2 separate regions of the Mus musculus genome follow, and region 1 is linked to region 2. Evidence: chromatin contacts called from public Micro-C data. All regions are on one chromosome and are shown on one strand. The core of a region is the stretch at or near the end of the contact, and the rest is flanking DNA. Distances in the headings are between cores, read along the strand shown.

The links. A called contact is a pair of places that touch in the nucleus more often than the background predicts.
Region 1: a Micro-C map of embryonic stem cells shows a contact between it and region 2, with 3 times the contacts expected there. The contact joins the promoter of Ap1s2 here to the promoter of Rnf138rt1 in region 2. A contact is called at or near these places in 8 of 39 promoter capture datasets (the 3T3-L1 cell line, the C10 cell line, the HPC-7 cell line and 5 more), 1 of 15 datasets of contacts at CTCF or cohesin (pro-B cells), 14 of 484 Hi-C or Micro-C datasets (LSK cells, Sertoli cells, cerebellum and 4 more), 5 of 115 datasets of contacts at active chromatin or transcription factors (embryonic stem cells, forebrain and stem cell-derived neural progenitor cells) and 4 of 9 other capture datasets (adipose tissue, embryonic stem cells, liver and 1 more).

What each region holds. Positions count from the first base shown.
Region 1 is chrX:163,907,678-163,910,377 of GRCm38.p6, reverse strand. It overlaps Ap1s2 (adaptor-related protein complex 1, sigma 2 subunit), which reads right to left and starts at 1,361. Exons shown (of 6, transcript NM_001290379.1): 1 at 1,105-1,361. It overlaps Gm52456 (predicted gene, 52456), which reads left to right and starts at 847. Exons shown (of 2, transcript NR_165469.1): 1 at 847-967; 2 at 1,080-2,268.
Region 2 is chrX:163,759,994-163,762,693 of GRCm38.p6, reverse strand. Rnf138rt1 (ring finger protein 138, retrogene 1) reads left to right here and starts at 1,362. Exons shown (of 1, transcript NM_028842.3): 1 at 1,362-2,555. The coding sequence starts at 1,711. The coding sequence ends at 2,457.

The DNA of each region.
Region 1 (2,700 bases), core at 112-2,611, 150 kb before region 2:
TGACAGTGCAAGTAAGATCCACCCAAGGGCGATTCTTAATATTCACCACACAACCTTAAATTTGAACACCCGGAGGAGGAATTTACGTAACTAATATAAAATCAAATTGGCTCTAGACAGGAAATCCACCTCGCAATATCCCAAAAAGGCATCAAGAAAACATCCGGATATTTATGGCGTAGCCATTTAACTTTAATAAAGTTAAAATTGGCTATTACCCCACACAACACTATATAATTCATTGAGAGCAAAGTGCCACCCTTGTAAGTCCTGAAGACAGCGGCATCGAAAAGAACGGCATCGAAAGAACTGGACATTGAACGCAAACCGTTATCAGAACTTGGGGAAGGGACCGATCGGTTTTCTTAAATCTTGACCAGGAGAGATGGTTTGCTAATGACTGGGGTGTGCTCTAGGCTATCTGTAGCGGGGTCCAGTATCCGCCCTACCACTTTGGAGGACGAAGAAACCAAGCATTTTCCTCAAAACAAATGATGTGCTAACATGGGACGAAACCCGCGGCACAAGTATTCCTTTTCCCTCGCTTTGATTTTTGCCGCAAATCCCGGGACAACAATTTCTCCAGATTGGTATTAAAACAAAAACAAAACAAAACAAAACAAAAAACCCAACAATGAGCTCAGCCTTGGAGTGGGCTCTGGTCCAGCATCCCTGGGGTCCCGCAGTCTCGGACGCCTCCCCTCCTCCCGGGACTACACTCCATCAGTACCCAAAGCTGGGCGAGGTGACCGGCAAGGAGTGGAGCAGAGACAATGGCATCCGCTGGCCCGCCAGGGGCGCCAAGTCCTCGGTCGCCGTCACCCCAGCCCCTCCCCAAAACGCCCCGTCAAACTTGAGGCGATCAGCGAACCACAGGTGCCGCGGGGTCCCCGCGGAACCTAGGACCGGTTCCCCTGCATCACCGGCGCGCTGCCGAGTGGAGAGCGGAGCGCTACCGCCGGCAGAAGTGAGTTTCGGGGCGCGGCGCCCCGGGAGGACTCGGGGTGGGGTCGTCGGGGCGCTCACGGGGCGGCGGGGGGCGCGTCCCAGCCATCACTCCCTCTTTCCATCCCTGCCAGCTCAGCGGACTCCTTCAGCACTTACGGCGGCGGCGGGCCGCGGACGCGGCGGAGCTGGGCTGGCCGCGGAGACTGAGGCGCCGGCAGCTGCTGAGGGGAAGCCCCCGTCGCCGTGCTGTGGAAGGGAAGCCGTGGTGCCGCGGGGAGGGGACCCGTCTGGTGGAGGGCAGGCTTAGGCTGCGAGGGTAGGGCGAGCCGACAGATCCCGCCCTGGAGGCTGGACGGAGGAGGAGCCCGGGCTGCGGCGAGCGGAGAGGCGGACCGGAGACCGCGCGCCAAGCTGCCGAGGGGGCGCCAACCGCCTCTAGAGTGAGCGCTGTTGCCGGCAAGAACGAGAAGCCGATTGGTCAAATAACCGCAGGGTAGGCGTGGCGAGGGCCGGAAGTCTGGCCACGTGACCCGGAAGCGGCCTAGGCTGTGGCCAGCGCGCTTGCGTACTTCGGGCTGTGCTGCCGGGACGCGGCGCGCGCGGCTGTCCTGGCTCCTTCCGTGGCAGGGTGATGGGGCTCCGCGGCGCCCTTAGCTGACCCCGTGGTGCAGGCTAAAGGATGGTCCGCACCGCAAAGGGGCTGATTCCGAGCGCCAGTGACTCCGTGGGTCTCCAGAGGGTTGGGCGGGGAGGTGTGACAGTCGGCGATGATGGTGGGAGCCAAGGACAGGAGTGCTGCAACTCAGGGGAAAACAAGTCAGCGCTGTCGCGGTGCTCGTGCCCGCGTTTGCAGGGAGGCCCCTCCTTTCCAGCCCCAGCTAACCTAGACATTTCTCGCCACAAGCTTTGCTAGAGCCTCTCTTCAGGGCTTGCTTCCCCCAGCAGTGCGGCGGACTGGAGGAGTTGTAGTCCGCTCTCTGCTGCAAAAAAAAAAAAAAAAAAAAAAAAAAAAAAAAAAAAATCCAGACAGCGCTTAGTCCTTTTAGATCCCGCTTCCTTCTCACGGTCTCGCCCGCACCTTCCCCATCCCGGGTTCCAGTTTAGCCTTGGCTGATGACTCGCTCGCCTTGGCATGTCCTTCCTCTAATGTCACATCTATAAAGCCTCACCCTAAAGCCCCGGAACAACGAATTCCTCTTTTACCCACATGCTTCTGTTTAGCGCACCTTGGATTTTATTCGTTTAACAACCTAGTTCTCTGCCTGGTTTTAACACTACTGATAAATGTGAGTTGTCTAATAAAATTATAAAATGATGATAGACTTGTTAAAAAGCTGAAATGTTGACTTAGTCTGGGCGTATGATGGATGTCTGTGTTTTATTTGAATGGTGGAATGGATGGATCATCGAGTTCAACTCATCTTTTATAGATAAGGGGAATGGAGATCCACAGGATTAGGTGACCTTGCTTGGACAGCCATGGATTTCCCCTGTCAAATGCTACTCATTACTACTGTCACCTCTGTCCCTACAACAAAAGCCAGAACAGAGTATTCATTGGGCATGCCTTTCTTTGCAGAGATTACTAAACAGGAATTGTAAATTAACTAATGTAAGAAAAAAAAGATGCTACACTTTTAGCGAAGCTGTGTTTACTTAATGTAAAGAACCCCCTTATTAGACATCAATGTTCATTTTTATGTCTTAGAGTGCCAATGTAATAGGATCTTATACGTTAGGAATTTGAGGTCA
Region 2 (2,700 bases), core at 113-2,612:
TGGTGGAAATCCATATGTATGTCATAAATCCATAGACGCCTGGAATACAGTTTAGAAATATTATGGGCCAATTATTTTAGACATCCTACAGGAAGTGGGTAAGTTGTGAAATCTATGTACAGCACACTGGGTAGCTGGTTAATAAGACACTGTTTGCTAGGAAACAGTTCCATGGAGAACACGTTTGGGATACCATCTCACTTGATATTTTCAGAAGTCTATGAACAATTTCAATTGCAGCCCACGGTGCCATTTTACAGATGAGCAATCAGAGGCTCTTGGTGTGCCTTTTGTATTTCAACACTTCTCCCCCCCCCCCGTGTGTGTGTTTGTGTTCACCTTTTGGATTTAGCATACCTGAGCACCCTCAGGGGAGTGCCCAGGGAAGGACAGGCAGCAATGATGAAGGTAAAAGCTACATTTTTAGCTAAGTCTTGGGTGAGAATTTTTTAAGTGAATAAAAATAAAGTCTCTCGAAGATATGCACTATCACTGTCAGTGGCTCTGGGTGACAAGGGACACTGAGTAGAAACTCAGAAGTGCATGGTGATGGCGAAGGGTCAGGCTCTTGCTCTTGTCGGAACATCTAGGACATCACTAATTTGTTGGGTGATATGAGAGAAAATATTTCATCTGCCTGGACCTCAGAGTAGATAATTTCTCAAGCTCATATACAGTTAACATCACACAATTTCTTGCTTGGCTTTGTAGAACAGATGGGAAAAATCCTAAAGCAGGGGTCTGGTAAGAGGTCAGCTATTTAGCTTGTAGATTTCTGCTTTGGATCTATGGGCCTCACCTGTCTAGTTTAAGGACTGAGAGGTTTCTCAGTTCTCATTAATGAAAGGAGAGGACTGACAAGCTGAATTAGTGAATTTTAGGAATTTTAAATGATGCACGCTGAAGAGTAAAGAAACGTGGTATATACAGGAGAGCCAATATACTGTTACACACAGTAGCCTGATAGCAGTGGTCCACATAGAATGATCACTTAGGTACCTGGAGGACTTTATGAAGACGTAGGGATTAAATCCAGCGGCTTGCGCTTGCAATCGAATCACCAAGCTGTGCTGGCGGATCTCTTTGTACTCTTCCCAGACAGGGGCTCCCTAAATCTCTCAGTCTGGGTTTGAACTCGCGATCATACTGCCTCAGCACCCCTTAATGGCTAGGATTACAAGCCTGCGCCACTAGGCCCAGCTGGATTTAAAAACAAAAACAGAAAACAAACAAACAAAAAAAAACTTGGTAAAGTAAGCGGACCTGGCAGCTTACGTCACAACCAGCTGAAGGCGCGACGCGCTGGTTGCTATGGAGGCCGTCCTATTGACCCCGCCTCCGGCTCTCCTGTGGCTATCCACTCTGCAGTGACCAACCAGCCTGGCAGGCAGCAGTTACCTCTCAACTGATGGCTGAATAGGAGGTATCTCCATCACCATGAGCTTCGGGTCTGGCGGGTTCTGAGGCTCATAAGAACAGAGCATCACCCGTCATTCGCTGGAGATCCAGTGGTCTGAAGCTCACTCAACTGCTGGACAGAAAGGCGCTGAAATCGGACTGCAGCAGGGGACCACCTGTCTGCGGATCTGCCGCGGAGAGAGCTTGACCCAAAGCGCTGCTTGGAGAGGATCCGGAGGGGAGCTCTGAGCCGCCACCGCCACCTTGGCAGCCGCGAGCCGCCATCGCCTTGGGCTTCTACCGGTCGCCACTATGGCCGAGGAAGAATCTGCCTCCACCACGTCTTATACTGAAGATGATTTCTACTGTCCGATATGCCAAGAAGTCTTCAAAACGCCAGTTCGGGTCGCGGCCTGTAAGCATGTTTTCTGCAGAAAATGTTTCCTGAGTGCAATGAAGGAGAGCCGGCTCCACTGCCCCCTGTGCCGTGGAAATGTGACTAGAAGAGAAAGAGCTTGTCCAGTGAGGGCTGTAGACCTCGAAACCATCATGAGACATTTTCCTGGTAATTGCCGATGCTGTTCCCAGCGCGTTGAACTCTATCGTATGAGGCAGCACTACAAAACTTGCGAAAAGTACCAGGATGAATTTGGAGTTTCTACATCTGTTTCAAGCTTCCAACAGTCTCCAAACTCCGTGGGCAACAGTAACAACGAGGCACCGGCCTCAGCGAATGCTGAGGTTTTACAAGAAGAGGAAGAGAACGCAAGCCCACCTGATGAGCCCACCTTCGATTGTCCTCTGTGTGAAGAAGTAACCATGAGCAGGCAACGTTTGCTGGATCATTGCAACAGCAGCCACCGAGGTCGTGTCGTTTCAGTCACTTGCCCAATTTGCCTATCTCTTCCATGGGGCGACCCGCCTCAACTCACCAGAAATTTTGTTAGTCACCTTAATCAGAGGCATCAGTTTGATTACGGAGATTTCGTGAATCTTCAGCTGGATGAGGAAACCCAATTTCAGATCGCCATTGAAGAGTCCTTCCACGTCAACATCTAGAGGGACTGTACTCATTTCTACAATTGTTCCTAAGGGACAATTTACATTAAAACATCCCTTCAATAACTTGATGTTTTAAATAAAAGTGATCAGTCTGACCTTTTAGTTTTTCTTTCATTACAAATCGAAATTATGTTAAAACTTAGTCCCTTGGACAAGAGGATCAGGGAGGGGGAAGGAAGAGGACAGAAGAGGAGTGGGGAGGGATGGGAGAGAAGAAAAGAGGGTGGGGATCAGGAATGG